Linked DNA regions of Mus musculus: regions 1 and 2 are each linked to region 3. The links are chromatin contacts, called in public HiCAR-type and HiChIP or PLAC-seq maps. All regions are on one chromosome and are shown on one strand. The core of a region is the stretch at or near the end of the contact, and the rest is flanking DNA. Distances in the headings are between cores, read along the strand shown. Region 1 has its middle 81 kb from the start of Gm31894. Region 2 has its middle 120 kb from the start of Gm31894. Region 3 has its middle 49 kb from the start of Gm32007.

Region 1 (3,027 bases), core at 214-2,713, 770 kb before region 3:
TTGTGCATGCACAAAAGTGTGTGTATGTGTGTGTGCACACACACAAATAAGTAAATTCGATGAGTATGGGTTGGGAAGAATCCTGGTGATGTGATAGGACACGGGAGGGACAGAAGTGAAGTGGCCACCAGCACACCTAGGCTGAAAGGCACAGCCTGGCTAGAGGAGACTGTGTGTAAACGGGGGAGGGGAGGTATCACACACCACCACACAGCCATAAGGGTGTCAGCTGGCAGTGTATAGAGAAGATCAGAGGCACTCATCCCTACATGGGGTGTCTCCATCAAGTCCCCCCCCCCAGGGAACCCCGAGGAAGAGGAAGCAGAGAGGGGGTAAGAGCCAGAGGGGACAGAGGAGGCCAAGAAAACAAGCCCCTTTAAATCAACATGATCAAAGCTCATATGAACTCCCAGGGTGTGGATGGGGACCCACGGACAGGAACAACCAGACCACATAACGACTTGGCGGGGTGGGGTGGTGGTGGTGGTGGTGGTGTGTGGGGCGGGGAGGTTTAACGCCACATAAGGCAGAAGTAGCCTTGAGTGCGTGGTAACATGATCTTGACATATTGATCCCTCCTACCGTATTTTCATCTCCTCTCACCTTCTAAATTCCATCCAGAACACTAAAAGTCCCCCAGCCCTCCCTGCACCCACATTGGACCTTGGGGGAGCGACTGGTTTTGCATCTTCTTCTGTGTGTGATAGCAGGGGTAGAAACCTGCAGCTGCTCTCCTGAACACCTTGAAGTCATCGACCTGATCTGAGGGGCAGAGGGGGCTGGATAGGGGGCAGATGGTGGCTTCAGGACAGGGTTCAGGAGCGTGGGGGTGGAGTTATGCCGAAGTCTTCGCTCCTGGGTCCACACCTTGCCTCTGCCCTCTCCCCTTATTTTCTCTCTCTAGCCCACCCTGTCTTACCACCCTCCTCTCCCCGTAGCGCTCCCACACACCAGAAGCCCTGGGCCACAGCTTCTGAGGTAGGTGGCCGGCCAAATTCAAAGCCCTGAGCCTGGTTGTCTCAGCTGAGGCAGAGGAAGTCTCTACCATTTGATCTTTATGTTGCTGCTCAGGCGTCTCAGCGGTTACAAATAGCCCAGCCCTCTGCGTGCTGACGGCAGCAATGGGACATTACAGTAATGTACCCATTCAAACAGAGTGGATGCCAAGATTGCTACAGCAGCTTTTAGCCACGGAACATTTAGCCTTCAGTAATAGCATTCTGGGTCCCTCTGGAAGCTTCCTCGCAGATGCACCTGGGATATCCCCGCCCCACCACAGCTCTGGGACCGAAGAAGGGACAAAGAAGAGTTCTCATTTCTGTTGAGGAAACACATTCAAATAAGGGAGCCTCATGCAGAAAATAGGAAAGGGATCGCTGACGAATGCCATGATCATATGATAATGTACGCGCATCCTCCACACCGATCACGGGCGAGGTCTCCTTAACGGCTGTGTTGTCACTGAGACCAGGAGACAGAGCAGCTGTCGGGAGACACACATGGTAGCGCTCTGCCTTACAGCACTACACCCCCAAGCCCATGACCTTGACCTTTTAGACAAGGAAAGTCATTTCAGGGCTGGCCTCGGGAAATGCTAGACTCAGAGGAAGCTGGCCTGTCCTTGGCCTCCCAGGCTCCAATCTCAAGGCTCCTATGCTGTTCTGGGATCTCTACTCTGTGCCCTCCTGTCTTCCTGAGCACCAGTCCTCAGGAGCCCGCAGAATTTACACAGCAGGCCTTGCCTACTAATAGGAGCTCAGTAAATCGCCAAGGCTGCAATAGAATTACCAGAGGCCTTGCTCTGTGGTCACCCATGTGGAGAAATGGAGCAAGACAGTGTCCTATCTCTGTAACCCCTTTACCTCACTACTGCTCACAAAACAGGGAAGAAAACTGATAAGGGTCGGGGGCCTGAATCGGATCTCTCCACCCTGGCTTGCCAAAACTGCACCATCTGTTACCTAAGGGAATTCCCTAGGACTCAGAAGACCCATTCTACAGATGAGGAGAGCGAGGCACAGAAAGGTCCAACACGAGTAGGAAGTGACAGCCATGGAGCTGTATCCCAGCGTTCTAGTCCTTCATCCTATCTACTGTAGCTTTGATCTGTGCTCAAAGTTGCCAAGGTGAATATTTATAAACTCTCAGAACTCAAGAGGTTGTGGAGTAAGTAGGCTCCCCCTACCCCCAAATCACTACACAGCTTGCTTTGAAATCAAACTAGAAAATACCTGGGGAGCACAAAGCGGGTAAATGGGGAATGGGCAGGACCTTGAACTTTGCTCGAAGGTCCACATAGAAGAACTCAGGCAGCTTTTCTCCTCCCAGATTCCACTTTGGGTCTCACTTTTATTGGTCTTTTCTTTAGTTATGTGTTGTTGTTGTTGTTGTTGTTGTTGTTGTTGTTGTTGTTGTTGTTGTTGTTGTTGTTGTTGTTGGTGGTGGTGGTGGTGGTGGTGGTGGTGGTGGTGGTGGTGGTGGCTGCAACCCTCTTGATTTGGTGAGACTTAGCTGCTGCGTTCATGCGGTTTAGTCCGAATCCGTAATTCATCATGCGAACAGCAGAGGGCGCTCGTGTCCTTGGAGAACGAATTGGGTTTCCCACCGCCCCGTTCTCATTCATCCGCGAGGTCTTTACTTCTTTGCTACTGGTGCAGGCTAGGGTGGAGCAATGCTTAAGAGAGAGGGCTTCCGAGCCTGCCAGCTGCAGATCCTGGCACATCTGTGTGTGTGCCTTCCTCATCTGTTCTGCCTTTAAGGAAGCAGAGTGGCTTGGGGAAGAAAACGGAGAAGAGGGGGCGGGGCTTCAGAGCGTACTGACCACATCGGTGAGTCGCTCAGGATTAGCATTTCATCTGAGCACAGGTCAGACTGTTCCCAGAGGAGCAGAGAAGCATCAATTCCTAATAGGGTGGGAGTGGGGTGGAGGGGCAGGGTTTATAAACTTGGCGATCTCTCCATGTTTCTTTGGGCAGGTCACCAAGCCCTTGTGTGTCAAGTTTCTGAATATGAAGCGGAGATTATTTA
Region 2 (3,060 bases), core at 383-2,882, 810 kb before region 3:
CACCTATACTACAGAGCAACAACCCTGGTTGCTTCTTCAAAGCAGGGTTTCAAATGGTTCTGGGAAGAAAGCAATTAATAGTGGAGCCTGTCACTGCTGCTTGGAAGATGTGGGATCCTGGGTGAGTTCTGAACTATGGGCCATTTGAACTCCTGACCTTTAGAGGTCCTGACTAAATGGTGGAGTCTATAAACGACTGTTATGACAGTGCCTGCCACACAGGAGACTCTCACAGAACCCATAGAACCTCAGTGTTCTCTACTGCTTGGTGCTAGATGAAAGAAATAAGCATCTGGGATGAATCTGGATGGGTTGCAGGACAACAATTCAAACACCCTCTCTATGGCCCTCCAGTTCTTTCCAGCTGAGGATGGGAGAGAGATAGGAAACAAGGATGGAGGGCAACATGGGAAAGTCTAGGGTATTGGCGGTAGAAACTGCTGAGAGCTTACCTCTCAATGTAGCAAGTTTTCCTACATGTTCCACCAACAGCTCCATTAGTAGATGAAGCCTTTAGCTCACAAGCCCTTAGGGGGCGCTCTAGATCTTCTAACTCTGTTCTGAAGGGTGGAACCATGTTATCAATAGAAGCTTCTGGGATCAAGCAGGTGGTTCCTAAACTTGAAGTGATTTCCTGTCTGCTAGAGAAGACCTTAGAACTCTCTGACCTTCTCAGAAGGTGGTTCCAGGTGTGGTCCTGCGTGTGGGAGCCCTGTGGAAATACACTATCAGCCAACTCATGGAAAAGCCAGTTCATTAACTTCATTTTGCCAAGTAGTGTCTTGGTTTCCTATCAGTCAAAGCTACAGAAAGTTGCTTTTGGCAAGCGAATTCCTGAGTCCCAGAGGTGAGCTGAGCTGGTTGAAGCTCAGGTTTCTAGAGATCCTTGGTCAGAGTGAGTGAAGATAAGAGAGAATTATGTTGTGGAAAATTGATCTACTAAGTTGTGGATATAAGAGCAGTCTTTGTATTGTTTTTGGCTTCTATGACTGTCACTATGTGGCAACAGCAAGAATCTTTGATTGACAGGAGAAAGGGGAGCTAGTTTCTAACACATGCCCTTGGGCGACTACTCTTACTTGAGCCTCAGCAACTATTGTGTTTATTTCCAGGCTTATTGCTTCCTAGATCTCCACGAGCACTCTGGGGGTGATAGATAACCAGAATCTCTACCTTTTCCAGACAACGGAAGAACATATGGTACAAGCCTCACTGTTAGAGGTGCCTGCTGGGGATTCAGATCTTGGGCATAGAAATGGAGACTGAAACCATTTGGGTGCCTCTGCCAGTGACCAGGCTCTTCCCAACATGACACCACAACGGACACACTGATGCCGCTGGGACAACCCAAGGGTTTTGCTTAGCTCCTGTTCTCTAGCGTCTCCTTTAAGGGAGTTGGTTTCCAATCTTTGTAATTCAAGAATCTTGACACATAGAAGAGGTTATAAGAGTTCAGATGCCTCTTCATGACCGAGGCTTCCATCCTTCCACCTTCTGAGCTATGCTATGACCTTCACCCTCTGGCCGTTACTTGGTGACTTTTCTTTCGTGAGGATGGGGACTGTGGAGGAGGGGAAACAGAACCGGGAACATAAGGCAGTTTACTGCCCCAAGGCTCAAGGGCAGATGGCTTACTGAGGACAGTGAAGGAGAGCAGGGCTGGGAGGTGACCCTGAGATTCATTTAACAGGCAAAGAAAAGGACAGGCATTATACAGACTTAACAAAAGAAGAACTAAATTGACATTCTATTGACTTGCAGAGGGAGTTTTAAAAACAGATTCCTATAACACCAGTAATTTGACTGAGAGGCTGGCAGAGGACTCAGCTACCAAAAGCATCACTGCTGAAGGCCATTGATATCCACTGAGCAAAATCAGCATATGAACTTGAGCTCACACCCCTCCCCACAGCTTCCAGAAGCCAACCCGGGTCTCCAGAGTGTGGATAAGAGGGTAGCATTATAGACGTGACCTTTACTCAACCCTTGACTATTATAATCTGGTCTCTGGCCCCATGGAGGATCCTGGGGAATAGGGTTCTTCTGGCTTTAAGGTAGAGTCAGCATCGAAGGAAAGTACCTTACTGCTTCGTGGTAAGGAAGTGATGCTCTTACAGAGCCTCTCCTCGGGTACCCTGTGAGGATGGCTTTGCAGGAAAGTGGAGCTTGTAGGAAAGGCAGCTAGCTCGCAGTGGACTTCTCAAGAAAGCCAGGCCTTCTGTGGTTTGTGTTTGTGGAGATTTTATGAGGGACACCCAAGGAACTTGGAGAGGGAAGAGAGAGAGTCTCAGGGCATAGGGACAGTGACAAGAAGAAGATTAGACAAAGGGCAGTCTAGCTCATTGTCCTGGGGCTGACAGCATCCAGGCCCCTTCCTTCAGGAAAGTTTTGAGACATAGTAAGACTGTGGTCTGAGAACCTGGATTTAGAAAAGTAGGGTGAAAGTAGGGTATGGTGATTCACCCTGGGGTGTGCTGGCTGGCTTGCCTAGCCTACTTGGCAATTTCCAAGTCAGTGAGGAACCTTGTTGCAAAAATCAGGGCGAGGGGTACCTGAGGAATGATTCTAGAGCCTGTCCTTTGGTGTCTGCACACATGCACCCCCTTTCCACCCCCACCCCACCCCAGAAAAGCTATTGGAAGGAAGGTCTGGGTCATAGGTTGTCTATGTCCCTCTGTGTGTATTCTCTTCTCCCCTTTAAAAATCTCCTTCTCTGTTTCTGTGTCTCTGTCCCCCCCCCCCCGCGTGTGTGTGTGTGTGTGTGTGTGTGTGTGTGTGCGCATGTGTATGTGTGTGTGGGCTTATGGTTGGAACATTCACTGTCCACACAGATCTACCCCCACTTTCTCCCTTCCCTATTCCAACAAATAACCCCACATCTTTAGAGTTCTGCAGGTTGCGTCCCCCTCCTCAGTCCCGAAGTGCAGAGGGAGTACATCTGTAGGCACCAATGCAAGGCACATGAATCCAGCGCTCCAGCCAGCTCTGCCAGTTAGCCACTGGCTCCCTGGGGTGGTCCAGTGCACATACAGAGTCTTATTAAAGCAGCCCCTCCAATCA
Region 3 (3,119 bases), core at 503-3,002:
TGGCTACACTCAAAGTTTCACCTCATTTTCATTTTTGTCAACATACACCCTACACACACACCCTACACACCCCCTACACACACACACACACACACACACACACACACACACACACACACACATACTGCATATATAATATATCAGTTGGGTTTTCACAATCTAAAAGCCCCCAGATCTGAACTTTCTGAATACTGATATGATACACAGAAAGTCCAGGCCTTGGGAGCACTGGGATTCGGGGTTTAGGATTAGATTTGCTCCAGTAGCAAGGAGTCCACACACAGACACCATTGTCATCATTTAATAAACTCAGGGACATGTTCTAATGAGTGTGTCTTTGATAATTTCAGTGTTGTGTGGGTGTCACAGAGTGTCCTTACACAATGAAGAACACCCGAGACATCACTAGTTGATTTTTCAACTCCACTCTAATCTCTGAGACTGCCCTTCTATTGGTGAAACAATAGATATATAGGTATATAGCCAAAATAAAGCCACTCTGGATAAGAGGGTACACTTTGGATCATGGAGACTGTACTCTTATGTAGATATATGTGTGAATATAAATACATGTATTGTGTGTGTGTGTGTGTGTGTGTGTGTTTCACATTTTAGTTAAAAAGTTGGCAAGAAACACTTGCAGTATTTGTTCCTGGGTGGTGGCAAATAATATTTTTATTTTTGTGTGCTTTTTTTTTGTCTTGTTCAATCTTTCTCAGAAAAAGATACTGTGATGCAACATGCAAATGTGTTGTTCTCTTTTTAAAAGGGAAAGCTCAAACCTCTCTGAAAGAATTCATCGCTGACCTAAACACTGACCGTTAATCACCAGGGCCCTCAGCAGCGCTGGACTGACTTGGCTGATGGCTGCCTGCTCTATCATCACCCAGGAAATCCAGACAGTGGAGATGGAGCGCAGACAGACCAGGTGAAACTGAAAGGCCAACTTACAAATCAGACACGCTTTCATCCCTGGCACAGAGCTGCGTGGGGGATGGGAGAGGAGCCCTGGGAGCCCTGCCGTGTGCAGTGTGTATATGGTGATATAGTCATGGTGACTTGAGCATGGAAAGAGAGCTCTGGAAGGACTTGGTAAGTGTTCAGCCTTTACAGAACTACAGCATGTACACCAACACACTGGTGGGAGATAAAGCACACTTGACCCAAGTTAACCAGTTCCCTCTCTTCGTTTACACATAGGAGTTTAGCATTCCCACACTAACCCTGGCCATCAGACCCACAACTCCCAGAACCTGGACTGCCTGTCTTGCTGTGATTGCTTCCCTCTCCTAACCCCTCACCCCATCTCTAACCCCATCTCCTAACCCCACCCAACGGCTAGCATAATTCAGTAAGTAAACCCAACCAACATCCTACCTCAGATAAAAGTTGCTGTTGTCTGAGTGTTAACAAGTCAGAGCACCAAGTTTTTATTGCTACCTTTCCAGCTCCCCCCACCCCTGCCCCCGACCTTTGGGCAGTCAGCTATTTACTTTGTGATTCAATTTCCCCAAAAGAGAAAGAGTTTATTTCAAGAGAAAAACCAAGAAGAGAAACACATCACCTATTAGGAATGTATATCTATCAATTCTACTAAGATTACATTTTTTTCCTTGGGATAAGGAAATAAATGGAGTACATAAATTATTCCTGCTCTCAGCCCCTCCCACCACACATCTAAGGGGTCAGACAGGCAGGTCCATGGGGCACTAAGATGACTAAGGCAGTGGGGGGCTGGGGTGATCCTGGAGTTGGGTGTGGCTCTTTCTACTTATCTTCAATGGCTTCTCCCTAGGGACATTGTGGTCTTAATGGAGGCTGCATTAGCTGAGCTGGTGATTCAATTAGTTCTAAATGCTCCTGGACTGAGAAGGAGGGATGGGAAGGTGGGGATTTGCTGACTCCTATTTGCCGGAAAGGGTTTCCCAAGACAATGGAGATGCAATTTGAATTCCCAAGCCCCCCACTCCTTTCTCCATTCAGGAGCCCCTGGGTCATCAACCCAAATGAGATCATGCTTGTGAAAGTACTTTGTAAAGTATTTTCATTACTCATCCCCTCTTAGGAGAAGGGCCCGCTGCCTTCTCTGGCCATCCTTTTGTATACAGATGAGGGGCTTCCCTGGGACAGAAGGACCAGGATGTTTTGAGGAGTGAAGGCCCAATTCCCAACTTTGAGGAATCCTGAACCATCGGAAATGTTGCTCCTCTGCATGGTAAGGGCAGGGACTCTTGTTTCCTACAGGAGCCTTATGTGGAGCCTCAGTTCCTAGCAAGTGCTGCTTGATAGCTAACAAGAAGGGTCAGGTAAAGGAATGTGGGACAGAGGGGAGAGCCAAAGAGGCCAAATGGTACAGAGATGAGGCTGCACATCCTTTAACTTTGTAGGAGAAAGTTGAATTGTCCTAGGGTCTGGAAATCACCCTGGAAGCTACCAGAGTTTTTTTGGTTTGGGGGTGTGGGGTTTTTTGTTTTGTTTTGTTTTCTTGCGGGAGTGGGGGGCAGCTTTAATCTACACCTTTGATCCCACCCCCTGCTGTGTAAAATGAGGAGTTAGCTTAGAAAGTGCCCCCAGGTCCAAGTTTAGCTGAATCTTAAAACTACCTGAGTTCTGAAATCATCACACCTCAGACACACACAGATTCGAATTTCATTGTTCTGGCTGTGCAGCCTGGATGTGAGTGGTTTTCATAGCAAACAAGTTCTCAAGATAAAAAAGATCCCATGCCTGGAAGACTGTTCAGTATACTGATTAAGAAAGTGCTTGCTGTGTAAGCATGAAGACCTGACTTCAGATCCCAAACACATTAAGAGCTGGTCATGTGACTCCAGAACTGTGGAGGGAGAATGGGGGATAGGCAGATCTGATCATGTGGCATTGCTAGCCAGACTAGCTAGTCTCATTTTACACACACACACACACACACACAACACACACACACACACACACACACACACACACAAAAACACTATTTTTGTGGTGTAAACCTGCCATGGCATATTTCAAGAAATGACTATCTGATGACCCCCACCCACTGAGCCCTAGTATTCTAATGTAATCCTTTTCTCTCATAAGTTCATTACCTGGGGTAGAGGTGGTCACATCTGTAAGATACATTA

Evidence for each region. HiCAR-type assays count read pairs that join an accessible place to other places. HiChIP or PLAC-seq counts read pairs in DNA pulled down with a chosen protein or histone mark.
Region 1: an H3K27ac HiChIP or PLAC-seq map of embryonic stem cells shows a contact between it and region 3, with 4 times the contacts expected there. The contact joins two enhancer-like sites. A contact is called at or near these places in 1 of 484 Hi-C or Micro-C datasets (embryonic stem cells), 1 of 115 datasets of contacts at active chromatin or transcription factors (embryonic stem cells) and 1 of 9 other capture datasets (embryonic stem cells).
Region 2: a contact with region 3 is called in a HiCAR-type map of embryonic stem cells, with 5 times the contacts expected there. The contact joins two enhancer-like sites. A contact is called at or near these places in 2 of 115 datasets of contacts at active chromatin or transcription factors (both in embryonic stem cells) and 1 of 9 other capture datasets (embryonic stem cells).

Annotation. Positions count from the first base shown.
Region 1 is chr6:31,935,783-31,938,809 of GRCm38.p6, forward strand. No RefSeq gene overlaps it. Among named protein-coding and RNA genes, the nearest start is that of Gm31894, 81 kb to the right of the region's middle. Within about 2 kb of position 1,464, at least 48 of the 459 cell types and tissues checked have an H3K27ac peak or open chromatin away from gene starts, as enhancers often do. A contact at or near this core is called in embryonic stem cells, where this site is marked.
Region 2 is chr6:31,895,494-31,898,553 of GRCm38.p6, forward strand. No RefSeq gene overlaps it. Among named protein-coding and RNA genes, the nearest start is that of Gm31894, 120 kb to the right of the region's middle. Within about 2 kb of position 1,633, at least 5 of the 459 cell types and tissues checked have an H3K27ac peak or open chromatin away from gene starts, as enhancers often do. A contact at or near this core is called in embryonic stem cells, where this site is marked.
Region 3 is chr6:32,704,804-32,707,922 of GRCm38.p6, forward strand. No RefSeq gene overlaps it. Among named protein-coding and RNA genes, the nearest start is that of Gm32007, 49 kb to the left of the region's middle. Within about 2 kb of position 1,753, at least 13 of the 459 cell types and tissues checked have an H3K27ac peak or open chromatin away from gene starts, as enhancers often do. A contact at or near this core is called in embryonic stem cells, where this site is marked.